Regions from separate parts of the Mus musculus genome. Here regions 2, 3 and 4 are each linked to region 1. Evidence: chromatin contacts called from public HiChIP or PLAC-seq and promoter capture Hi-C data. All regions are on one chromosome and are shown on one strand. Each heading gives the region's core, a stretch centred on a gene start, on an enhancer-like site or on the middle of the called end of the contact. The rest is flanking DNA. Distances are from core to core; before and after follow the strand shown. Region 1 holds the start of P4ha2 (procollagen-proline, 2-oxoglutarate 4-dioxygenase (proline 4-hydroxylase), alpha II polypeptide). Region 2 holds the start of Sparc (secreted acidic cysteine rich glycoprotein). Region 3 holds the start of Slc36a1 (solute carrier family 36 (proton/amino acid symporter), member 1). Region 4 overlaps Gm2a (GM2 ganglioside activator protein).

Evidence for each region. Promoter capture Hi-C pulls out the DNA fragments that hold promoters and counts their contacts. HiChIP or PLAC-seq counts read pairs in DNA pulled down with a chosen protein or histone mark.
Region 2: an H3K27ac HiChIP or PLAC-seq map of extraembryonic endoderm stem cells shows a contact between it and region 1, with 2.6 times the contacts expected there. The contact joins the promoter of Sparc here to the promoter of P4ha2 in region 1. A contact is called at or near these places in 2 of 39 promoter capture datasets (liver and pre-B cells) and 1 of 115 datasets of contacts at active chromatin or transcription factors (extraembryonic endoderm stem cells).
Region 3: a contact with region 1 is called in a promoter capture Hi-C map of embryonic stem cells, with 8 times the contacts expected there. The contact joins the promoter of Slc36a1 here to the promoter of P4ha2 in region 1. A contact is called at or near these places in 4 of 39 promoter capture datasets (embryonic stem cells, hippocampal neurons, liver and 1 more).
Region 4: a promoter capture Hi-C map of liver shows a contact between it and region 1, with 3 times the contacts expected there. The contact joins the enhancer-like site here to the promoter of P4ha2 in region 1. A contact is called at or near these places in 5 of 39 promoter capture datasets (embryonic stem cells, hippocampal neurons, liver and 1 more), 1 of 115 datasets of contacts at active chromatin or transcription factors (astrocytes) and 1 of 9 other capture datasets (liver).

The regions. Positions count from the first base shown.
Region 1 is chr11:54,098,116-54,104,512 of GRCm38.p6, forward strand. P4ha2 (procollagen-proline, 2-oxoglutarate 4-dioxygenase (proline 4-hydroxylase), alpha II polypeptide) reads left to right here and starts at 2,809. Exons shown (of 16, transcript NM_001136076.2): 1 at 2,809-2,925; 2 at 3,405-3,532.
Region 2 is chr11:55,417,366-55,423,762 of GRCm38.p6, forward strand. It overlaps Sparc (secreted acidic cysteine rich glycoprotein), which reads right to left and starts at 2,715. Exons shown (of 10, transcript NM_009242.5): 1 at 2,423-2,715.
Region 3 is chr11:55,200,516-55,206,912 of GRCm38.p6, forward strand. It overlaps Slc36a1 (solute carrier family 36 (proton/amino acid symporter), member 1), which reads left to right and starts at 3,825. Exons shown (of 11, transcript NM_153139.4): 1 at 3,825-3,973.
Region 4 is chr11:55,101,772-55,108,168 of GRCm38.p6, forward strand. Gm2a (GM2 ganglioside activator protein) reads left to right here. Exons shown (of 4, transcript NM_010299.3): 2 at 1,816-1,977. Among named protein-coding and RNA genes, the nearest start is that of Gm2a, 7.0 kb to the left of the region's middle. Within about 2 kb of position 3,835, at least 53 of the 459 cell types and tissues checked have an H3K27ac peak or open chromatin away from gene starts, as enhancers often do. A contact at or near this core is called in liver, where this site is marked.

The sequences.
Region 1 (6,397 bases), core at 1,559-4,058:
CAGACCCCAAAGGACATGCGTGGTATGTACTCACTAATAAGTGGATATTAACCCCCAAAAGCACAGAATACCCAGGAAACAATCCACAGAACTCAAGAAGGCTAACAAGTGAGGATGCTTCAATCCTACTAGGGAGAGAGAAGAAACCAGAGGGCAGAGGGAGGGAAGGAACTGGATGGGAGACGGAAGGGGGAGGGGAAGGGAGGAAGGGAACATGATCAGGTATGGGGGAGGGGAACAAGAGTAAAGCTCAGAAGGCCAGCAGAATGAGTGTAAATATACAACCTCTGGAGGTGGGAGGTGGGCAACCTTCTAGAATGTACCAGAGACCTGGGAAGTGAGAGACTCTCAGGACTTAAAGGAAGGGACCTTAGATAAAATGCCAGACAGTGGGGAGAGGGAACTTGTAGAGTCCACCTCCAGTAGAAAAACAAAGCATTAAGTGGAGGGATGGGTTTGCCATCTGTAGTGGCTATTCCTGGTTGTCAACTTGACAATATTTGGAATGAACTACAATCCGGAATTGGAAGGCTCACCAGTGACCCTTATCTGGAGGCTTGGAGATCCTTATCTGGATCTTGGTATGGAGATCTTGAGCCATAGTGGCTATGGATTCCAGAAGATTGAATCTCCGAGTTTAAGGAACACACCTTTAATCTGGGCTACGCCTTTCATCTGGGATTAAAGGTGTGGTGGAACACACCTTTAATCTGGGCTCCACCTTCTGCTGGAGACAATATAAGGACATTGGAAGAAGGGAGTCTAGCTCTTGCTCTTGCTCCTTCGCCTGCTTGCTGCGTGAGACTGAGTAACTGCTAGATCCTTGGACTTCCATTCACAGCTGCGACTGAACCATTGTTGGGAATTGGGCTGCCGACTGTAAGTCATCAATAAATTCCTTTACTATCTAGAGACTATCCATAAGTTCTGTGACTCTAGAGAACCCTGACTAATACACCATCCCATGGTCAAAAGCTCTGACCCAGAATTATTCCTGTCTAAAAGAACTGCAGGGACAAAACTGGAGAAAAGACTGAGGGAAAGGCTGGCTAGTAACAGGTCCAAATTGGGACAGATCTCAAGGGGAGGCTGACACTATTACTGATGCTATGTTGTACTTATAGACAGGAGCCTAGCATGGCTATCCTCTGAGAGGCCCAACAAACAGCTGACTAAGAAGCAGATACACCCAACCAATGGTCTGAAGTTTGGGACCCCTGTGGTTTAATTAGGGAAAGGCTGGAAGAAGTTGAGGAGGAGGGCAACCCCATAGGAAGACCAGCAGTCTCAACAAACCTGGTCTCCTGAGATCTCACAGGCACTATCCAGTCAGCACAGACTAGCGGGTCTGAGGCCCCTGACACATATTCAGCAGAGCCTGGTCTGGCCTTAGTAGACACACCTAACTCTTGAGGAGACTTGAGGCCCCAGGGAATGGGAGGCCTGGTGGAGTGTGGGGTTGTGTGGGGGTGTGGGGACATCCTCTTGGAGACAGGGGACAAGAAATGGGATGAGGAACTGTTGGCGGTGAGAATGGATGGGGGATAACAACTGGACTGTAAAAAAAAAAAAGATTAAAGATAATTTAAAAAAAAATAAAAAAGAGCATACACCATGTAAGGGTGATTTAACAACGGTAAAGCAATAAACATAATACAGTAACTGTTGGGGGCTGTTGTGGAGCTAGAAGGTCTGAGAGATAGGCCAAGAAGATGGACTTTGCTTGCTTGGTTGGCCAAGGAGAGATGCACAGTGGGTGGTAGAGTGGGGTGAGGGTTATGTTTCCATAGCCATGGATTGAAGGTATTTATAGGCCAATGGGAAAGATCCTGTGGAGAGGGGGAGGAGGAGGAGGAGGAGGAGGAGGAGGAGGAGGAGGAGGAGGAGGAGGAGGAGGAGGACCACTCCGGACAGAGAAGTGGGCGGGCATGGGGAGGATCTGAGGATCTGGGCAAACTGTACTTTCTGTGGCATAGCAGATGCAGAAAGGTTTGTGCATGGTTTCAACTGGGCTCTTGGCTGGTAGCTGCCACAGACACGGACAAGTGGCCAGGTAGTATTTTCTGAGTTGTTTCTGTGTGTCTGTCTTTCCTAGTCTGGGCCGTCTGCCTGGTCCATGCCATTATAGGGAAATCCACACCAAACTCCAGGCACAGTCCCACAGGCCGGGCATCTCCGTTCTGGGCTCTGCTCCCTGATGAGATTCTCAGACTGCTTCCCCTCATTCATGGAGAAGCAAGCTTACAGGGCAGGCGTGGGAACCTGCTCAGCTGCCAGAGCATCCTTCAGTTCAGATCGAGGTCGGTTGCTTCCCTGTCTTCTTGACTGTGTGTGTCTCAGACAGAGCTGGTTGAGGTGTCCAATCTCATTGGCCTGTGTTATAAGCCATAGGTTGGCCCTAGGATGAGATGCTCCAGGCTACGCCAACTTCTCACATTTACAGAAGAGCCGAAGCCTGGCTAGCCTGAGCCCCTCAGAGAAGCAGTTAGGCTTTGGAGATGGGTCATCTGGAGAGATGAGGTGCGCTGACATCTCAGACCCTTGTCTTTTCCCTCCCTCCACTCCCCTCCCAGGATACTCAATTCCCGATCTTAGTGACGCCAGCCTCCTGCAATTTGCCGGTGGTAATGGATGTGGGGGTGGTGGGACCACAGAGGGCTGGAGCAGGCTGGGATGGGGGCGCCGCCCCTGGTGCCGGTCCCACGCGGCGCAAGGAGGTGTGCATCGCATACGTGCAGCGCGTGGCGGCTCGGGCCTTCCCGAAGGCTCCAGTGGCTCGGAGCCAGGCCCGGGCGGGCCCGGGGGGCGGGAGGTGGGGACGTGGCGGAGGCTCAAGCGGGCGGAGACTGTGACGAGGGCGGAGCCGAGAGCGCCGGGGCGACGCCGCGGGAGGTTCTGGAAACGCCGGCTTCTGCGCGTGTTCAGGTGAGCGCGGGTCCGCAGGGTCGTCGCCGGGCTGGGCTCGGGTCCCGGTGGCCGGGCGGTGCGTTCTGCTCTGCGCGGAGCCGGGAGCTGGATCCGGGGTCCCTCAGCCCCGTGCCCCGCGTCCGGCGCCCTGATTCTGCACCCGCCTGGGTTCCTGTCCCGCCCGCGTCCCTTCCCAGGGTTAGGGCGGTGAGGTCAGCGGTGCCCTTCCTGCCGGTACTGTTAGGCCGGGCCGGACAGGACACTTGGCGGGCTCCCGGGAAGGGGCGACCTGACCCCGGGGTCGCCCCCCGATCTAAGGCGGAGGCGCCCGCCTGGCCCCGAAGGCGGCGCTGCTTAGGATGAGGAAGACCCCTGGCTCCCAACCCTGGCAAGGACCAGCTTGGTCGCTGCCAGTTTTATGGGCTCTTAAATCAGAAACTCTCCTCCTATCTGTCAGAAGACATCCTTGTCGAACCTCTGATGTTTTCCCTGAGCAGTTTCAGAGACCGGTGGCGATTGGCTGACTGATTCAACAAATAGAGCATTCTCTGTGCCTGGAGACTTTCAAGGACTGAGGCAGGCAGAAGGGAAGACTCAGAAAGTTCAGGTCCAGAGCATCAGCAAGGTAAGTACTGAGTTAGTGTGGAGTTTGGGCTGTGTGGACTTGGTAGATGTCTGGATGCTTCCGGGCAGGAGACATGGGCTGGGGTGGGAGGCTCCGGTAAACTGGATTGGTCACTTAGGAACCTGGACTGAGGAATCACCCTGAGTGGCCGCAAGCTTGGGCCAGTATCACGTCTGTGGTACAGTAGTGGAATCAAGGTAACGGAAAAGGGCCGCTTTAGGGAATAGCTGTCCAAGGGCCCCACCCACAAGCAGTGAGAGATCTGCATGAGGAAAGTCCACTGAGCCCTTGCAAGGTGAGCATGGGTCTGGGTACTTCTGTCGCAGGATTTTACTGGGAAGTACAGGTGGGTCTTCCTGTCATCTGTATTCTAATGTGTCATTTACTATGCTGAAGGAGATCATTGAATTGCCCCCTACAGCAACTCTGCTGTGCTCTCAACGCGCTAAGGAGTCTCAGTACAAGAGAATCATTGGGGAAAGGCCTCCAGCCAACTCACTCCATCCTTGCGACGTGGCTTCCCTGACTGGGCCACACAGTGGATCCTTACCCTGAAGAATGACACTTTAAGGATTTTGCTTCTTAATGCAGGCCATCTCGTTACTGACACCTTATCCCTCCTGATGGAAGAGCTTCCTGGAACTAAGAGCAGGGTCCCAGTGCACCACTTTGTAGCTTCTGACATCCTCAAACGTTCTCAGCTTTGCAGAGGTCTATTGTCTAGCTCAAAATTTATAGGGTGATTTTGCAAGTTGTTGCTTGTTCTGAATTTATATCACATCCAAGTCAGCCCATGGTTGAGTGCCCTGTTAAATTGACCAGGCTTTCCTCTGGCGTGTATCTCCACTGCCTCTGAAGTGTCCAGGGTGTAGTCTCTCGATATGGTTCTGTGTGTGCCTCAAGGCCAGCCTCTCGGCTCCTCTCCATGTACAGAATGTTTGACCTTGGGATTCTTTTCTTCTTGGGCCTTCTTGTCCTCACACGAGCTTGTCCACTGTGTGGCCCAGCCAGTGAAGCCACATTGCTTGATGGAGTGAGTTGGCTGGAGGCCCTAGCCTGAAGATTCTGTCATATTGATCCTCCTTATTACCGTCAGAGCTCAGCAGGCAGATATGGTGACAACTCAACTGAAGCATTGTGTGTGACCTTTGGGAGTCCCTCCACATTGTCACAGGCTCTGCAGAGAGACTTACTTATCTATAGATTGGACTGCGTACAATGGACTGTGGGTTGTTCCTTGAATTGCATGTGCTTCATATCTGACTAGACTGGGCCTGGGGCTTGAATGAGGGAGAAGACAGGCGGTGGGGGAGGAGCTCTTTTTGCCCACAGGCAGCTCATAATCTCTCTGAGATCGCTGTTTAGCCCTGGCAGCTGCCTAGAGCCTAGGGAGGAGCCCTAGTGTGGGTGCTCATCAGAGGGAGACTGAGGCCCTGCAGCTCTGGGGACTGCGTGGAGTGAGGGAATTGAGGGCTTCCTTGTCTGCTGAGAAAGCTTCCATTTTTGACTGCATTCTCCCACATCCTTGGGAGGGTTTGAGGCTGGACCGAAGGCCTTGGCTGACTTAGGGCCACGTTGGCCGATAGTGTGCAGAGGCCTGGGGGGTGTGTCCCTGGCTTCTGGGATCTGTCAAGAGCTTAATTTTATGCAGATGGAGGTTGACAGCAAATGCTGCAATGCAGGCACGGGAAAGACCAGCAGAGTCCTGGAAAGAGGCTTCAACTTTGAAAACCATCATTCAAATCTAGTCATTTAGACCTTTGAAGTACCTGAGGGTGGGACACCAGCGTATCCCAGAGCAAAGGGAATTACTGAGTCCTGTGGTCTGTGGGGTTTGTGCTGGGGATGTGGAGTGAAGGATAGACAGACAGTTTTCCTTCTCAGCGAGAGCAGAGCAGGATGAGAAGGTCAGACTAGGCTTTTTTGAGAAGCGGGGTTTTGTTCCGCTGGTGCCACTGCAGGGCAGAGACTTTCGTGTTTGGATAGTGATTTTCCTGACCCTGATAGGATCTGTTTGAGCCTGGTACAGGTCAGCCTCTGCTCCAGACTTCTTGGTAAGTGCTTGCTAGAGATTGCTTGCTCTGTACCTGGCATTCCTGGGAGCCAGGGAGTGGTGGAGATCCCAAGGCCTGGTACTCTTGGGAGACTGGAATGAGTAGGTCAGAAGCATAGAACTATAAGAGATTTTGGAGTATTGGTTCTGCTCCCTGTCTTTTGCCAGGGAACCATTTTTGTGTGTGTGTGTGAGCTTTGGGGCCTGTGATTGGTCAATTCCAGGGTCACCTCCAAGTGTTGCATACTTTGGTGACACCTGTTTCCAGTCTCCCCTGAATTGAATATGTCATCTCTCCTGGCATTCCTGGGACCCAGACATCACTCACCTTCTGACGTCTTCTTGTTTCTTCACTACCTCTTTGTATGGGCCTTCCTCACTCCAAGAGCCACTAACTTGGGCTGAGCAACTGTCCACTTCAGATCCCCTTGAGTTCCTGTGATTCTCTTGGTTGGTTCTGATGATTGGTCAAAATCAGCTCAATGATTGACAGCTTGCTGGCGTGTGTCGTCTAATTCAGTTCACAGAACTATCAAGTATAGGTCCTAAGGATGGTCTCCGTTGTATAAATGAAAAAAACTAAGGATCAAAAAGTCCAGGACTCCAAGGTTACAACGCCAGGAAATGACAGTTGGAGCTAGGGTTTAACTCTGGGTCTTTCTGACTCCATGGCAGGCATGCCTGCTCCCGGGGTGATAATGTGTGACATGTCCAGTAGACATGACTCTGGCTTGAATTCAGGGAATGGTGTCCTTACTTTTCCTCCATGAACTCTCCTTTTCCTGGTGGCCTCCAAGTACGGGTGTCATGGG
Region 2 (6,397 bases), core at 1,465-3,964, 1.3 Mb after region 1:
CTGGTCTCTACCTCCCAAAGACCAGCCTGCCTCTCCCTCCTAAGTGCTGAGATTAAAGGCGAGTGCCACTAAACCCCACTACCTTATATTTTGAGACAGGGTCTCTTACTAACCCGAAGCTAATGAGTCAGCCAAGTGAGCTCTACAGACTGGCCTGTTTCTGGTAGCACTGGGATTAGAGACATGGGTCACCACACCTGGCTCCCCAGGTGGGGGGTAAGGAAAAAACCTGGCGTCCTCAGGCTGATGCAGCAAGCACTTGATCACCAGTCTTTCTCTAGGGGAGGATGCATTACTCTTGAGAAACTGACAAGAAGATCCCCCAAATTGAAATGAATTTAAGCAATGTATTTTTAAAAATATTCCTGTCACCACTTTTTACTAAGAAGATGTTCTCTGGACCCCAAATGTTGGAGCAGCCAGAAGAAAAAGGACTTTGAACAATCCCCTTTGTGCTAAGAATCTTAGTCTCTTTAGAAGGGAGTGAGGTTGCAAAGTGCTCCCCCAGGGCATGCTTTAGCCCGTTTCATCCTGCCCCTTCTCCGAGGGACTGCTGCTTTTACCCGAAATAGGGAGGAAACCGGAGTTCCGGAAGACAGATTAGTTCAAGGCCAAATGACACTAAGCACAGATCCAAACCCTCTGTCCTGCAAAGGGCAGATCTAGCGAGGCTTATCACAGTCCTGGGGGCCCTGGGACGTGGGAAATGGGGACAGGGCAAGAGTTTGCTGTGGTCCTTGTATCTGGGGCAGGGGTGAGGTGCGGTGGCGGCAGCCGTGGCAGCGGTTTGGGGGGACTGGAACCTAAAGGTCCCTGAGCGTTCCCAGAGTCCCCTCCCAGCCAGTACGCAGAGACCCTAGGGTGGGGGGGTGGGGGAGGTTGCCGTGGCAACTCGCATTCCTCTCGGAGTGAGTCACGGGAGAGAAGAGCCTCTTGGTGGGTGGGGCTTGGAGAAAGTTTCAAAAGCTGACTCCTTCTCCCAGAGCCACCCCACCCCCTCCCCCTCCCTCAGTGCCGCTCTGTCGATGTGGCAGCCGATGGCTAAGTTAACCAGAGTTAACTCTTCCCTCAACCACTTCTTTCAGGTTTAATCCTTGGCAAATACAAATTTGTTTCTATTTCCGAATTACACCTTACACCGTCACACCATTCTGGGGGTCTGCATCTGTTTGGGAATATCTTAAACCTAAAAGCTGTGGACACCCATCATCTCTTAAACACAAACAGAAACACTCATGCACGCGCACTCACATACACACACTAATTCCAGAGACTCTTTGAAGTTGCTTATTCGTAGACCACTTTATAGGCTCAATTAAGTGACCCTGCTTGGGAAGTCTTAGGGGAATTCGGGTACCCCAAAAGCTATCCCTCTTCCTTAGGACAGGAAGGCTACACTCAGGGGAGATGGCTATGTGAGATCGCCCACAAATTGCCTAAAGCTTGTTACCTCATGTAGGGTCCGCATCTCACTCCACTCCCTACACTAGGAAGGTTCTAGAAACTTAAAAGAGTTGTCAGTGGAGACACTCCCTCCCTGCAGGTGTGCTGTCTGTCCCTGAGGCAGATGCCTGATACCTGTTTGTCCCCCTTAGGTGAGGCTTATTTCCAGCCATTCTAGGAGTCACAGGAAGTTTACAGAACAGCTTGGAGCAGACAAGCTTTCAACAGGCTGAGTCTTGGATAGATTCAGTAGTAGCAAGAAAAGTGTCCTGGAGCTATATCTCTCTGTCTCCCTCCTCCCCATCACACCCTCCTCCCTGTCGTCTCTGGATTGTATCAAATTGTTGGCTTTCTCAGATGTCTAGATACGGTAGAAGCAATGTTAATGCCAGTGATGACCACCTCTCAGAATTAGGCTGGGAACAATGGCAACCCCAGGCTGGGAGAGACAATGGCATTTCAGACTGACTGAAATGCCACGGGGTGATGGGGTGGGGGTGGACAGAGATTGAAGGGACCAGAGCCTTCCCAGAGGAACTGACTAAAGGGAATGTCTTGCCTTGGCTGTTTACAGATCTGTTTATCCTTCTTGCAAAGTCCCATTTGGACAACAGTGCTCTGACCCAGAACTGGATGTCTGTTCTCCCAGAATAGGAAGCCAGACCCAACAGGCTGCCAGCCAGATTTTCTCTGGGTTGGCAGTCATGATGGGCAAATGAGGATCGGATTCTCAGAAAAGGAGGCAGCTGCCTCCGAGGGTGACAGAGGACAGACCAGTAGCCTCTGCCACCAGAGAACACAGAGAAAGCGGTCCCCGCAAACCATGGCTATTTTCTGCAGTGCTACAGAGACAACAAGTTCCCCTGTGAGTGAGCAACAGGTTTCCAGCTCACCTCCCCCTGAGACTGGTCATGGGGATGGGGCAGAGAGGAGATGATGAAGCTTACAGAAGGGCAGGGGCTGACAGGGAGGTGCATACCTCGGCACAGGCAGGCAGGCAGGCAGGCAGGCAGGCAGGCGGCAGAAGAGTTCTGGCGGTCTGAAGGGCTGCAGGAATGTGGAGGGGTTTAGAGGCGAGCAGCAGGAAGCCTCTTGGAGCTCTGGGCAGGGTCTGTCTCACCCTCCGCCTCCACTCAAAGGCCCTCCTCCTCCTCTGTCTCCTCCTTCCCCTGGCCTGCCTCCCCCTTCTCCCCAGAACCAAAGCTGTCTTTTCTTTCTCCCTTCCTTGCCTTGTGGTAGGCTGTGTGCTACCCAGACACCCTGGCCCCACCTGTCTCATCTGTTCTGGGGCTCCTGCCTAAACAGACATGAGGGTCAGGGCTGGAACAGCTGCTGGAATCACCTAGAACAGGCCAGGCCTTGTTCAGAGCCGAGGCTGCTGACTGAAGAGTCCTAGACATTAACCGAGAGAAGAGAGAGAGAGAGAGAGTCACAGAGGCACGGCTAAGCCCCTTGTCCTACTTTACACACAGCCAGCGAGTGAACTTGCCTGAGCACTCTCTTGGGCTTAGCAATGTACAGCAAGGCAGAGAGTGCACGCTGGCATGGCAGTGGGGGAGCAAAAGTACCCAGTTTTCTCAGTGCCAACAAAACAAGCTGCCACTGGTGATACTGGTGGCATCATCCTTGATAACGAGGCGAAGTCCCCTCTAGGTCTAGTGGCACCAACCACGGGTACGTGAAGGATTAGAACTAAGCTGGAAGACTTGCGCTGTCAGTACCTGACAAACTCAGAGCAATAATACTGATAGTCAGATCAGAAGCAATAGCAGGGTTGGTGGGGAAGCCACAGGCCTTTCATTTAGGTGTTGTTTGGTTTTGGAAGAGGTCGCACGTAGCCTGGGCTGACCACTCACTATGTAGCTGAGGATGACCTTGAACTATTGATCTTCCTACTTCTATCTACTTCCAGGGTGCTAGGATTACATGTGTGTGCTACCTACCATGACTATTTTATTTAGTGCTGAGGATTGACCTCGGGGCCGGGGGGGGGGCAGGGGGGGGTGTTAATGATTGTTAAGCAAGCATGCTACCAATGAAGCTGCATTTGCAGCCCAGACAGACACACCAGAAGAGGACATCGGACCCCATTACAGATGGTTGTGTGCCACCATGTGGTCGCTGGGAATTGAACTCAGGACCTCTGGAAGAGCAGTCAGTGCTCTTACCCGCTGAGCCATCTCTCCGGTCCCAAGAGGCCATTTTAATAACAGGGGCACAGGCTCACGCAGGGCAAACAGCTTACCCAGTAACACCTGACCAAAAGTGGTCTGAGAACGCTGAGTCTACATTTCAGCCCCACTCTTCTTTGGGGAACATGGACACTCCTCATCTATGCAGCAGCTCTTGACTGAACATTTTGGGCCTGCCTACCTGGGGAGGTACCAGAATAGACGTGGTGGCAGGAGTTTGGGGTGTGGCTAAAGGGATGCACCTCATGTGCAGAACCACTTCCTCAGTGATGCAGACCCCAAGGCTTCTCCCAGGGGGTCAGATCAGCAGAAACTTCCTGAAAGCGTAGATATCGAAGCAGCCATTGAGTTTGGATAACAGGGGACTGGAGAAGGTAAAAGAACAGTCTAGAGATAAGCTTATACACACCAGGATCCCTGCCTTCCCTGCCACGCCCTCATCTACCACACTCCTCCTGCTCTCCAGCCAAAGCAGTTTGGACTGGACCTTTCCTGAGCCTGGACCTTTCTCATCCTTCAGAACTCTATTCTAATGTCACCTCCTTAGATAAGCCCTCCTTGTCCACTCAACATATAAGTCTCCTTGCCTCTCTCACAGGAAGTAGACACCTCAACATCATCTCCCTCCCTCCCATACCGTATAGCACCATCTGCTGCCTTCCCTTGACAAGCAGCCCAGGAAAATGGGGGCTTTCATGCATCTGTCCGAAAGGTTTTTAGTTAGTTTTGCTTTGTTTGTAATCAGTGAGTGGCCTTCCACTATCCCGCCTGAAGAAAACAGAAGGGACTCTTTTCTTAGGGTTCCAGTCTGGGACAGAGACCCTCAGACCTCCTGAGTACCCGCACATTTTTCTGCAGAGAAGAGTTATGGCTTCCTTCAGGTTCTCTCTCCAAAGGGCCTGTGAAGAATCCTAAGGAGACTTTTGCACCTACATAAGACTCCTGAGTCTTCTCCTTGATCCAACAACTGGGAGCTTTAGGCCACCAAATTTGGGGTTCCAATAGACTCCCTAAGCATCTGCTCTGCCCATAGGACCGATGTCTATTTCCACAGGATTGCTTACTGCAGCTCTGGGCATTGAGGAGACTTAAATTAACTGAAGCCTCGTGCTTCAAACTAAGCAAAAAGAACTATACCTAGTACAGACTTTGGGTCATACCAAAGTTAGACCAAAGATAGAACAAGTTCACTTGGAGTGCAAGAGTTGGAAACCTGTTTGGGGCTGGGGATGCAGTTTGTGGGAATGCTACTGACGGTTCCTGGGAGGACAGAGATCCAGAATCTCACCGGCCAGCCAGGTGGCTCAGCAGGTAAAGATGCTTGTCACCAAGCATGAGAAGCTGAGTCCTAATCCGAAGCCCACACAGAGGAAGGGAAGACCCTACAGCTGCTGCAAGCTGTTCTTTTTCTCCTCCCCCCCCTCCCCCGGTTTACCCACTGTGGTGTTCTCACTCCACCCCCTGCCACAAACACACAAACAAATAAGAGGAAAAAAAGAGAATGATTGAAGTCCCCAGAGGATTTGAATTTAGAATTAAAGCATGCCAAGGCGCAGAAGTCCTGCAGAAAGACTGACCCTGATCATGACAGGGGACAGAAGAGAGGGCTGGGCCTCCTGCCTCACTCGGGGCTTCCCAGGGAGGGAAGGAAGAGGCAAAGGAAGCCTGGTTGAGCTCCCTATCTGCCACTAAGTCTCCAACAACACTAGAACACCTCGAAACCCTTTAATCTACAAAGTAAATCTGTGCTCATTCCTAGCCCTGTCTCAGCTACATATATTTTTCATTGGAGAACTGGAAGAAGCAGTTGAATAGCATTTCTTAAACACATGCTTTGGACCAAGCAATGAACCAAGTTGTTTTACATAGATTTTCTGATGACCCTTACAAAATGGGAACTCTCTCTCTCTCTCTCTGTGTGTGTGTGTGTGTGTGTGTGTGTGTGTGTGTCTCGAAGAGGTCAGAAAAAGGTGTTCGATTTCCCCTAGTGATGGACTTACCAGTGCTTGTGAGCTTCCCAACATGGGTCCTGGGAATCAAACTTGGGTCCTTTACAAAATCAGCAAGGACTCTTAACTACACAGCCACTTCTCCAAACCTCTGGACCTGGTTTTCATCTTGCAAAATGGCAAGTCATGGTCCTGAGGTCCTTGCTCTTGGGCCGCACCCCTCCAGCTCCCTCTGTCTTGCACCAGCTGTGTCCTTCTAGCCCACTCCTTGGGTGTGTCCCTGCATATGGCTTCCAGCTCCCTGGGACTATTTTATGCAATGCTGAGGACTGAAACCAGGGCTTCCTACAAGCTACATGAGCATCTTGCCTAGTGAGCTACATCCCCAACCTGCTTCCCTCTGCCTTCTGTGTGCCTCACTCCCCACCTCTACTTCTTTTTTTATTTTATTTTATTTTATTTTATTTTATTTTATTTTATTTTATTTTATTTTATTGGTTTTTTGAGACAGGATTTCTCTGTGTAGCCCTGTCTGTCCTGGAACTCACTTTGTAGACCAGGCTGGCCTCAAACTCAAAAATTCGTCTGCCTCTGCCTCCCAAGTGCTGGGATTAAAGGCGTGCACCACCACTGCCCAGCCCCACCTCTACTTCTGCCTCCAGTTCTTTGGTTTTGATTTTCCTGCCTCCATCTTGTAAGGACGCATAGCGACATTACATCACCTCAATTATTTATTTATTTTTGGTTCCACCTCAAAATTCCCAATCTACAAAGTTCAACCCTGCCCCCATCTCACTGAATGGCTAAGATATA
Region 3 (6,397 bases), core at 2,575-5,074, 1.1 Mb after region 1:
GGCTAGCCGTAATTGTATCAGGAGCTCCAGCTACCTTAGGATCTGCCTGGTTGTGCCAACCTCGGTTTTGGACCAGGGACAGGTGAGTGTGCCTCACCTGGGTCCATGAACTGTGACATCCCGGTAGTTTGATCTTGCCTGCAGGTCAGTGCACATTGTAAACTGATATACCCCTTGGTATCTTGGCCTTACACCTCCACGTCCAGGCCTGCTGAGTTCCTACAGGGTTCTTCATTTCTCCTTCACATGAGCAGGGTGTTGCTGGCAAGACAGTCCCATTTAACCCCAGAATGCATGGAATAGTTTGCAACCATTTTCCCTGGGACCTCAGCTGCCGTGTTTGTACCTTAAAGGTATTAAATAGCTTCCTTCCTTCCTTCCTTCCTTCCTTCCTTCCTTCCTTCCTTCCTTCCTTCCTTCCTTCCTTCCTTCCCTCCCTACCTCCCACTCTCTTTCTCCCTCCCTCCTTCTCTCTCTCCCTCCCTCTCTCTCCCTCCTTCTCTCTTTCTCTTTCTCTTTCTCTCTCTCTCTCTCTCTCTCTCTCTCTTTCTTTCTTTCTTTCTTTCTTTCTGACACTGGGGATGGAACCTAGGTGTGTCTGGTGGCATTAACCTGTATACCAGTATTGCATCACGTGACATGATCTCTCTCTCTCTCTCTCTCTCTCTCTCTCTCTCTCTCTCTCTCTCTCACACACACACACACACACACCTGGGACAGGCTCTCTGTCTCTAAGCTGCAGCTCCAGCTTTAGCTATATACTTTGTCACAGTGTATCTTTAAATACTTTGCCACAAAAAAGATTATTTGCAATATTAAAAAAATTGTCCTTGTCTCCTTTCATGTCATCAAAAACCATAAGAAAAGAATCAAAACAGGCTGGGGAGATGGCTCGGTTGGGAAAGTGCTTATTGTGCAAGCATGAAGACTCAAGTTTGATTCCTAGAACCTATGTAAAAAAGCTGGATGTAGTAGCACAGGCTTGTAATCTCAGCGCTGGGAGGCTGAGACAGGCAGATCTTTGGGGCTCACGAGACACCCAGTCTACTTTACTTGGCAAGTTCCAGGCCACTAAGGGACCCCCTCTCTCTCAAAACAAACAAACAAAAAACAAAAACAAAACAAAAACAAAAACAAGGTAGGCTGGCAGGATGGTTGAGCCTGTAAATGGGGACAGACACCTCCCGGTGGTGCTGAACTGGCATCATCCCTTCCCTGACGTTTGCTCCCTCAAGCATCATCCTTGATTCCAAGACCATTTTTCGTTTCCTCAGTATTGTTCCCCTTCTTTGCAGCACAGTCCCTCCTATGTCCCCAGCTCACGGTGTCCTCACGGTGCCTGCAGAGCTTCTTCATAACAATTTTACCTTTCTTAGCTGTTGCTCTAAGATTAACAATGTCAACTCCATTCACTCCACTTAATGCGTTCTGGAATCATGTCGCTGTGACTTCCAAAATACTTTAAACTCTAACAGTGCTGAACGCTTCGCTCTAGCAAAGGTCTATGATTGTGAAGAGTGACATCGTTCTTGGGATACTGACAAAAAGGCACATGGCTTTCTATGTCCCAGCCACAATGGTTACTGTCGTGCAACAGCAGCACGGCGTTCACTGCATCCAGGGCCCGGAAGCTTGCTCTGGGAAAGGGGGTGCTAGAGGGGCCACCACTCGTGTCTTGGAGATCGACCATGTCTGAATCAGATAGTGTACAAGGAAACTTTGCACGGGCTCAGGCTCGTTGTAAGACGTAAGACCTTCAGCAGAGGACATGGCAGCTGAGTGTATTGAAGATGGAACCGAGAACAATGTATCCGCAAAGGAGAGCAGTGGCTGAGTATCTGGCATCTTAGGACCCATCACGTTTGAGGTGGGATATGGGTGGAGCTTAGGGGAAAGCAGAACTGACCTCCTTCTGTTAGATGCAGAAGGAGTTATCCAAAATTTCTCTCTAGCATGACCCCTTTAGGTGCCAGATCTTATGTGATTTGCAAACAACAAGGGAAGGGGGAGAATAGAGTAGGGCTTCCAACTGAACTTTCAAAATGGGTAACCCAAAGGGAACTCAGAAGGCTGCGCAGCAGGAAGTGATGGAGACAGACCTGGGATGTGGGTGGGAAGGAGGTTACTCTGCCACACTGCAAGCCTTGCTGGGCTAATACTCAGTACACCAAGGCAGTCCTCTGTAGTAGGGCTCTCAGCAGGAGAATCCAAATCTCCCTAGGTCTTGCCGGATGCCACTCATGGATGGGGATCTTGACCCAGCAAGTGTAGAGTGGGACTCTAGAAGTTGTATCATTTCTTGTTCATGTGTGTATATGTATGTGTATGCATCTGTGTATGTGTGGTGTATGGTTTATATGCTTGTGTATGTATGTATGTATGTATGTATGTATGTATGTATGTAGTATATGTAATATGTGTATGTGTGTATGTGTGTGTCGTGTATGAAGTATGTGTATGTGTGAAGTTGTCTTTGCATCTCTGTGTGTGTGGTATATGGAGTATATGCATGTGTGGTATGTACTGTTTATATCTCTGTGTGTATGGAGTACATGTATGTATGTGTGAGGTGTATGGAACATATGCATATGTGTATGTATGTATGTATGTATGTATGTATGTGTGAGGTGTATGAAGTATATGTGTGTGTATGGAGTATATGTATGTGTGTGTGGTATATGGAGTGTGTATGTGTGTGTGGTGTATGAAGTATGTGTATGTGTGAAGTTGTCTTTGCATCTCTGTGTGTGTGGTATATGGAGTATATGTATGTATGTGTGGTATATGTTTGTATGAGTATATGTGTATATGTGTCTGTGATGTATGGAGTATATGTTGTTTGTGTGTGTGTATGTGTGTGTGTGGTGTATGGAACATATGTGCATGTACGTATGTGTGTGGTGTACGAAATATATGTGTGTACATGGAGTATATGTACGTGTGTGGTGTATGGAGTATATGTATGTATATGGTGTATGGAGTATATGTCTGTGTGTATGTGGTGTATGGAGTATATGTATGTGTGTGTTTGTGGTGTATGGAGTATATTTATGTGTGTGGTGTATGGAGTGTGTGTGTGTGTGTATGTGTATGTGTGTAGCATATGGAGTATGTGTGTGTGTGTGTGGAGTGGGGCATCGGGGAGTCAGATGGTGACATTGTCTGCTTGAGTTGTTCCCTCAACTTTTTTTCCCCACAGGTTCTCTCACTGAACCTGAGCCCACTGTTTTGGCTAGATCAGTTAGTCTGCTGAAGAGACCAAGGGATCCTTCTGCTCTGGCCCCAAGCTCTGGTGTTACTGGCACACATTGTCTTGCCTGGCTCTTTATATGTACTGGGAATCTTAACTCAGGTTCTTATTGTATCCAGTAAACCATTTTCCCAGTAGCCCCTTTTAAATTTTTTTGAAGCAAGGTATCTTTAAATCACCCAGGGTATCCTTGAACTCACTCTATAACCCAAACAGGCCTTGAACTATTTTTCTTCTCTGCTCTGGTATTGCAGTCTTGTACCATCAGGCTTAGCTGCACGATTTATTTTTTAAAAGGTGCAAACTTGTGATTATAAACCAGTAAATGCACGTTAATATATGCTGAACAAATAAATTTTAGCAAGGCTAAAAATTACGGATATTTTGCATGCCGACTTCCCTGGAGACTGCCTCAAAATCTAGGTCGTCTGCCTTAGCTCTGTGGTGGTCTCAGAAGCACTGCCCTTTCTGAAGCAGCGGCTGACGGCCGCCAGGTGGCGCTGCAGAACAAGGGTCCGGGAGGAGGAGCACGGAATGGAGCGGCACGTGACCTGGGCTAGGGAGCCAGCATCACGTGACAGGGCCCGGAAGCGGCTGTCCAGGAGGCTAGAAAACCATGGCTAGGGGTCGGCGCTGAGGCTACGCGAGGTGGGCTGAGCAGGAGCGGGAGCCAGAGCCGGAGCCGGAGCCGGAGCGGGAGCCCGGGCCGGGCAGGGCCGACCGGTGAGTAGTGCGTGCCCTGCGCTGCAGTCGGGAGTCACCTCCTGCTGTAGCACCTCCCGCCAAACGGATGCTGCTGCTCAGGGACAGGTCACCCGTGGGGTGGGGTCTCCCATGCACCTTTGACAGGTGTTCAGTCATAGTTCCCAGGTGACATCGGCAGTCACTGACGGCTAGCTCGGACCAACCCTTCGTTTGCAGATGTGGCTGTTCGAGCTATGCCCTTGCCTTGGGTCACAGGGTACCAGACCGCAACTCCTTTCCTCCGAGAGTAGGGGAAACTGAGGTCCAGGGCTGTGTGTGGGCTTCCGAGGTATCCCTGCAGCAGGGTGTCAGCTTCTGCAACTGTTTGTTTTCTGCCACGTTGCCATCTGCGGGGAAACTCGCCCTGTGAAAAGGCACTTGTCCCTTCCGCTGTGGGTCGCGCGTCCTTGTTTAGCTCCGCTGTGTCTGGGCTCTCCACGCCAGGCTTGAGTTCTGGGTGTGGTTCTGTTCACTGATGGCTTTTTCCTTTCCTTTCCTTTCCTTTCCTTTCCTTTCCTTTCCTTTCCTTTCCTTTCCTTTCCTTTCCTTTCCTTCTTTTTTCCTCTCTCTCTCTCTCTCTCTCTCTCTCTTTCCTCATCACTCAGCAGGCTTCGTTTCTAACCGTTCTGCAGTTTTGTGGAAGTCACTTAGAAATATGAAATAGGACCTGGGATAGACTGGAGGGACCAAGAGAGCTCTAGGGCATGAAAAGCACAGATGTTAACTTGAAGACCGCTTGCTTTTTGTTTTGTTTTCTGAAATTTGACAGATTCAGGTAGCGACTGCTTATATGGATGGAATTAGGGGGTGGGGGCTTGTTGAGTCAGGATAGCAACATAGTGTCCTGGAAGGAATTGACTTTGGGGAATCTGCAGAGCGTGTTTTAGCTTTTGCCTCTTGCTTGATGCCTTAGGTGACTTTGAATCCTCCCTCACCCGGGTTTACATTTTCAGTGTATGAATGATGGTAGGGTCCTTTTGTTATGAAACTCATATTTTTCCTGTTTGATTTTGTTAGGAGAGATTTACCCCCTCCTTGTAATCTGTAGGCAGTAGCCTACAACAAGAGTAGATCTTGTTCTAAAAGAATTTTACCTGTTTCTAATTGTCTTGAATCTGCCCCCCCCCCATTTATGGCTCAACTAGACATTCATAATTTTAGTTGTCTTTCTCATGACCAAGATCTCTTTTGCCTCTAGTTTGCATCCTAATTTATAGTAACTAACAGGTACATTAGTGCATAGGGTTTTTTTTTGGATGGAACCCAGGGGTTCCAAACACTCTGGAAGTAGACTGCATCTACGGCCGGGCTTCTTAAAAGCTGTTGTTGAGGTTACAAGTAAGAGGCTCGACTCTCAGCCCTTGGCTTTGACCTGAGGCTGGGCCTGCTCTGGTGGGGTCTGTGCTGCTGCAGCCTCTTTGTTTTTATGTCTCTGTTTTCTCCTTAAACCCGGTGGCTGTTTGTTCAGCCTCCTGCCTGTTTAGCTGTCTTTGTCTAGCCGGGAGTCTATAAAGGAGAGAGGGATTTATGTATTTGGTTATTCAGGAGACTACAGTTAAGATCAGTGCGGTAAGGGAAGTGGTTTTGAGCATAAAAACTTTCAAGGAATCAGTTCTCTTTTGCTTTGGACACAGCGTGGAACTCCTTGTCACCACAGGGAGTTGTCATTGGGCATTTAATTGATTACCTTGGGGAACGTTGTAGGTGAAATTGCTGTGCTGGATAGAGAGCTGACCTAAATACAGTCAGTTGTGTTTTCCTTCTTTATCTCTGTCTCCCCCTCTCCATCCCCCCCCCATTCTCTCCGTCTCTCCCTGCCCTCCTATCCCCCTCCATAAGTCAGAGCACTGTCACAGGCACTGTCTATCTACCTTTGCCCTTGAGCTTGCTGATTGATTTGGTTGGGCTGGCTATGAGTCCCGTGGATTCCCTTTCTCCACCTCACCAGCGCCAGGATTCTGAGGACATGGTTGTCTTGTCCTGGGAACTAAACTCAGGTCCTATGTTTGCAAGGCAAGATTTTACTGACGGTTACCTCACCAGCATCCCATTGTCTTGCTTTTTGCCCCCACGCCAACCAACCTCTTGAGGGTTTCAGCTCTTAAACCTCTCGGCTTCTGGTTGCTTCTTTGCCCTGACTGGAAGCTAGACCTGCACTGGGCTGGTGAATGGCTTTGTTTCTGTTTCCAATGGCCAGGCAGCTGCTGCTAAACCATTTCTAGAACCCTGTTCCTGAAGTGATTTCTTTTTCCTGTGGAGGAGAGCCACATTTAATCTGTTGACCCGAACCCAAGCCTTGGGGATCTAACATCTTTCTCCTTTGGCCAGATGCAAAAAGCATCCTTTGGCTTCACAGATCGGCATGTAAGGTTCACAGCATGAAAACCCCAAGATGCAGAATCT
Region 4 (6,397 bases), core at 2,585-5,084, 1.0 Mb after region 1:
GCTGCCTTCAAGCTTGAGATCCTCCTGCCTCAGCCTCCCTAGTGCTGGGATGACTGGTGTATGTCAGCATGCCTGGCTCCTTTAGTGCTGTAGTAGATCATATAGGTGACTGACTCTGTGTTCCTTTCCCATAGGACAGAGGGGCTCTTACTCTTGTCTCCTCAACTCAACTTGGAGCTGAGCCGCAAGTGTACGTGCTTGGAACCCACCTTAAAACTTTTGACCCAAGGCAGTGCCAGGCCTTGTGTCATAAGGGTCACATACATTGCCTCTGGCCATAGGGTCACACACACAGCTTCTTGTGTCATAATTCCAAGGCTTGGCAGAGAGAAGCTGTGGTCTAGCACGGATCAGGTGTTCTCTGGGTCCGGATGGTTATGAATGGGTTAAGATGGAGGCCAGGCTGGCAGATTTTCTAAGGCTGTGTGTGGATAATGGCAGTGCTAAGTGTCTTTGTAGGGGGTTTTGGGGGTGGGGCATGTGAGTGTGTTTTGAGAGGGAGAGACAGGCAGACAGGCAGACAAACAGACAGACAGAGGTGTAGAATGAATCCCAGATCCTAAGGTTCTGGGGGCTGGTGGTCACATTTGTTGGATCTAGGTCACGTGGAGGAAGATTTGAGAAGTTCCTCTGCAGAGGAGTGGTGGGTGACTCAGGTTGTGCCTATGGTGTGGTTCACGACAGGGGAGTAAGAATGTGGGTGTAAGGTGAGAAAGTCATTGCTCGTCACTGAGGGACCTCCTGTAGATCTTGTCCTGTGGGTCTTGTTCCCTGGACGCTGAGGCTTGGGTTACTGTTGTTTCTCCTTGTGTTCTTTCTCCTTGTTCCCCCTTGTTGCCGACCTAGGATTGGACAAGGGGTGGGGCATAATCAGGCTCATGGGCATGGAATACAAGGGTGACTTTCAGCAGCTTGTCTTGTGGTGACCTCCCAAAGCTAGCTGGAGAGAAATGGGTGGCAGGGTCAGAGCTCAGAGAAGGTACCCTCAAAGCTAAATGAGGCTAATACCATTATTAAATAGAGTATTTTCTGTATTCATTGACTTGTATACAATGTATCTGTATCGTATCCAATCCCACATTCCCTTTCAATCCAGCGCACCTGCCTGCCATTTTTATCTTCTCTTAATAACCCACTGAGTCCAATTATTGCTTCTCATATGTGCATGGGTTAGGACATGGCTATCTATGAGTATCACAAGCCCCCAAGGTATAATGACTCCTCCTCTCTGTAGCCACCACTGCCAATACTTCCTTAGCTAGGGGTGATTCCTCTCTCCCTCCCTCCCTTCCTCCCTCCCTCCCTCCCTCCCTTCTTTTGTAGCCTAGGCTGGTTTAGAATGACCACATCTTCCCTTGAGTGTTTACATTATGGGCTTGCACCCATACAGCTAGCTAAGTCTCTCTCTCTCTCTCTCCTGCCCTGCCCCAGAACAGGGTCTTGTGTATCTAGACTGGCCTGACATGGGCTATGTAGTTGAAGATGACCATGAATTCCTGATGTTCTACCTCCCAAGTGTTGCCCCTGCCACCACACTGGGTTTGTGTCATGCCAAGGATAGAGCCTAAGGTTTCCAATATGCCAGGTAGACATTCCACCAACGGAGCGACATCCCAACCCCCTTAGTTTTAAAGTTCAAGGTCTGATATAATGGGCCTAGGCCCTGCACTTTGGCATTTTGCCTGAAGAATGGGTCAGACAAGTGTGACTGTTACCATGGAGCTCAGAGGGGAATGGGCAGGCCTCCCTCCAACTCTTGTATGCTGAAACATTTCTTTTCCTCCACTTCTCTCCTTGCTGTCTCGTTGTCCCTAGCTTTCCCAACTTGGTGGCTTCTCCTGGGATAACTGTGATGAAGGAAAGGACCCTGCAGTGATCAAAAGCCTCACGATCCAACCTGACCCCATTGTGGTTCCTGGAGATGTAGTCGTCAGCCTTGAGGGCAAGACCAGCGTTCCCCTCACTGCTCCTCAGAAGGTAAGCCCCAGGCTGTGTGGACGATGGACGGGGAGTGGGCAGCCAGCAGGCGCCATGGAAACTCATGCTCATAGATTGTGAAAGACTTCAGACTTTGCAGACTTACCACAGACTTTCCCGGGTTCATAGAGTCTCAGGGTCAGGGGATGGAAGGGAAACCCAGGTCAGCTGGGATTCACCCATTCATGCACTTGGATATGGCGGCCCAGTGTTCACCATGGACTCCTCTGTGTTGTTTTGATGTATAGCCAGTAGCCAGGGACATAAGGCTATTTTCTTTTGTTTTGAGACAGGGTCTCACTCTGTAGCCTATGCTGGCCTTGAACTTGTGGTAGGCCTGCCTGCCGCAGTTTGGTTGTGGGCATGAGCCGCCACAATGTGGACTCTCAGAGCTGAATGAACAATGCTGTTTCCTTTATCCATACTGCATGCATTTATTTTTTAAAAAATACATATGAAAACAAGCAGTGCTTTGTATGTATGTTTTGAGGGAGGGCTTTATGTAGCCTTAGCTGGCCTTGAACTTGCTGTGAGCTCCTGGCTCTCTGGCCTCCACTTCTTGAGTACTCAGATCACAGGGGTACTACCACACCTGGAATGGACCCCGGGGCCTCTCATGCATATTAGGTGAGCACTCTGCCAAAACCACATCCCCAACTTTGTTTCTGTTCTTTTGAGCCAGGGCCTTCCTTAGGTAGTTTAGGCTGCCCCACAACTTAATGTAAGTACCTAAGGATAGCCTTGAACTTCTGCTCCTTCTGCCATCACCTCCCGAGGACTGGGATTACAGGCGTGTGCCACCATGAATAGCTTCTATTAAATGTCTTCTCCTAGCCTAATTCCTTAGGAGCTGCTCATTGTTGGCTGTTACGGATCCTCCCAGAATCTTCACTCATTGTTCTAATGAGACAGCGTGATTAATTTGGGAGACGCCATGCGGGCTAGAATTTGTCCGTATAATAATGATCTATTCATACTCTCCTGACTATGTACCTTCACATTAAATGTTTTTATTTATTATTCTTGTGTCTGCATATGGAGATGTGGGGTGAGGCCCACACGACACAGGGAACAGGGACAAGTTGTAGAGTTGGTTCTCTCCTTCCACCTTTTTGTTGGGTTCTGGGGCAGGAACTCGGATCGCCAGGCTTACAAGGCAAGCACCTTGTCCTGCTGAGGCAGCCCGCTGGCTCAGATGCACGCTTTTAAAGCTCTTTTGATAATCAATGCCCAAATGTCTCCAAACAGCCAACCAGGTTTACACCTACACTGACAGCTGTGTTTTCTTCCCCACACAATTTTTGACACTAAGAGTCCGAGTCTTGGCCAGTCTCTAATGTCATCCCTCATGAGGGCGAGCGATCCTTTCACAGTTCACTTGCTTTTTAGATCTATTTGGGGACATCAGCTTATTCCCACCCATTGCCCAACTTTGCATGTGTTTTTGTATATTTTCTTATTTTATAGTAAAGGCATCTTGTGGCACTGTTTATTGTAGCTCTTCACTCTCTGGTTAGAGTCACCACCTTTCTAAGATGTTCTTATATGCCCTGCAGTCTCTTTCTGGTCCAGACCTATTCTGGAACACGTTTAGATCATTTAAGAGATTTTGGGAGCCAAGCCTGGTGATGCATGCTTGTATATTATAGCACTTAGGGAGAAGTACAGGAAATTCAGGAGGTCAAGTCATGTTCAGTCTCACGGCCAGTTGGAGACCACCCTGTACTGTTGGGCTCAATTTTCTGAGTCTTAGGCATCTCTTGAGCAAGAACTGAGTTAATCAGTAATGTGGATGGTGCTTTACTCAGTGCCTAGCACACAGGATGTGCCCAGTTCGTGCTGGCACGTGTTGACATGTCAATCATTGTCAGTGATTGAGCTAGAAGGCCTGGAGAGATCTCAGTGCCTCTCCACCCCTGCCCATGGCTTCTCCTTGCTGATCTAGTACATTTTCTTCAGCTATTATCCAATAGGAAGAGGTCAAGTCCCGTGGATAAAAAAGGACAGAATTTGTCCAGATTGGAAAGGGAGACTGGCTGCTGAACTGAGTCTGCCAGTGTTGCCTGAATGCTATTCTCTGCTCTCAATGTTGAATCTGGAGTGGGTGGGTGTGTGCACATGTGTGTATGTATGCCTGAGCACATGTATATACATATATGTGGTGACTAGAGGTCAATGTTAGGTGCACCCCTCAACCTCTCTTCACCTTAGATGGGGTCCCATTGTGCCTGGAGTTCATCAGTTTGGCTAGAAAGATGGCCAGTGAGCTCCAGGGTCTGCCCAACTTTGCTTCTCCAGTGCTGAGCCTGTGCCAGCCACTACATCTAGATTTTTCTGGGATCCTGGCATCTGAGCTTAGGTCCTCATGCTTGCCTGGCAGACACTTTACCAACTGAGCCATCTCCTTAGCCCTGAGTGGTTTTAAACTTCTTTTTGTTTTGTTTATTTGCTTGAGACAGGGTTTCTCTGTGTAACCTTAGTTGTCCTGGAACTCATTCTGTAGACCAGGCTGGCTTCAAATTCAGAGATCTGCCTGCCTCTGCCTCCCAAGTGCTGGGTTTAAAGGCGTACGCCACTGCCACCCAGCTGATTCTTAGGTGTTTGAACATAGTGTATATTGTTGTGAGATCTAGACACAGCTCTATCCATGTGGCGGAGCAATGGCCTGTGTTAGGAAGGGGTTGCCAAGGGCCTTAGCAAGTGCCTTTACAGTGCATGTCTGTGGACTTTAGGAGTTGGTTTAGTTGTGCCAGGTGAACAAGCGCTGCAGCCGAGGATACATGGGATATACTTCTGAGCCCTGCTGGTCGTAAGTTTGAGATGGATAGGATTAATTCCCTAATGGCAGGTTGTGGCTGCTGCCTAGGGACTAGCCTTTGACATCACTGACTTCTGCCCTGGGCTTCCAATGCTGTGCTGATCCTGGGCTGGGGAGGAGCAGTTGTGGGGGAAGCTCCATAAACATTCAACTGTAAGTTGGTTACTTCTGTTTAGTTGGTGACTGCTTCAAGTTCCTCTTGGGGACCTTGGCTAAATGAGGGGAAGAAGAATGTGAAGCCGCTGGCAGTAGGTTTTGTGTCCTGAGGCTCCTAAGTGCTGGCCAGGTGCTATCTTCCTCAGTGGGACCTCACAAAAGGCAGAAGTACTGTGAAAACCATCCCACTCTTGACTGAGGAAGTAGAGACTGAAGGCATTTGACCAACTCCCTCAGGGGCAGAGCTACTCTCCAGCTCAGGCCCTCTGGCTGTTCCTCATCTGAGGAGAAATAGACTTTCTTAGCAGATGAGGCCGGCCAGAGGAAAGGTCACTGCACAATCAGGATGGATTCAGGTTAGCAGAGCAGGCCACCGAGGCAAGCAGCTTCAACTCCGCACAGGATTCAGGCTGTGTTGCCTTCACCATTTCCCGGCCTTGAAGAAGACAGCCTGTACCTCTTGTACTCGGTCATTTGAAGATTCAGGCAGCAGTCTGGGACTAGTGGAGTCTGGAGGAATGAGTACCATCCCCAGATTTATCTCTCAGAAGCAGAACCCCAGCCAGGGTGATGGCTCACATCTGTAATTAATCTCAGCATCTGGGAGGTCATGGCCACTGTCTGCTGCACAGCAAGTTTAAGACCAGCCTGAGCCACATACAAGCCTATCACACCAAGATCCAAACAAAGAACACAAAGGTGAAACCCCCTGATCTAGTAAGGTTGAGACGCAGAGGTCGCTCGCATGTCTGAGCTGAAAGGGTTCTGAGCCGGGCGTGGTGGCGCACGCCTTTAATCCCAGCACTTGGGAGGCAGAGGCAGGCGGATTTCTGAGTTCGAGGCCAGCTTGGTCTACAGAGTGAGTTCCAGGACAGCCAGGGCTAGACAGAGAAACCCTGTCAAAAAAGAAAGGATTCTGAGAACTGCGGCTTCCAGGCTGGGGAGATGGCTCAGTTGATAACATGCTTCCTGTGCAAGCACGAGGACCTAGATTCAACCCCCCAGGCATGATGGTCTACATACTCGGAACCCTAGGTCTGAGGAGGAAGAGATGGGAGGACCCCTAGCAGACCTGCTGAGTTAGTGGGAGACCTACTTAAAAAAAAAAAAACCCAAGTGAATGATGGACACACACACACACACACACACACACACACACACACACACACACGCACCCTCCTGTACCATGCTCAGGAATCATGTGGGGAGCGCTGATTTCCCGCTGACCACTCTGTGCACCTTTTCCTTCCTGGTTTTGGTGGGACACAGAGAGACAGCTGGCATGCACAGCAGCTGGTATAGTTAGTCTTCTGTATGTGCCAGTGAATCGGGCTTTTTGCTTGGGAGTCCCGGCTGCTTCTCCTCGGTCAGGTAGGCAGTGAGAACAAGAGTGGGGTTAGGCTGGCTTGGCAGAGGGAAGCCCATTCTAGGGTTCTCATCCAGCTC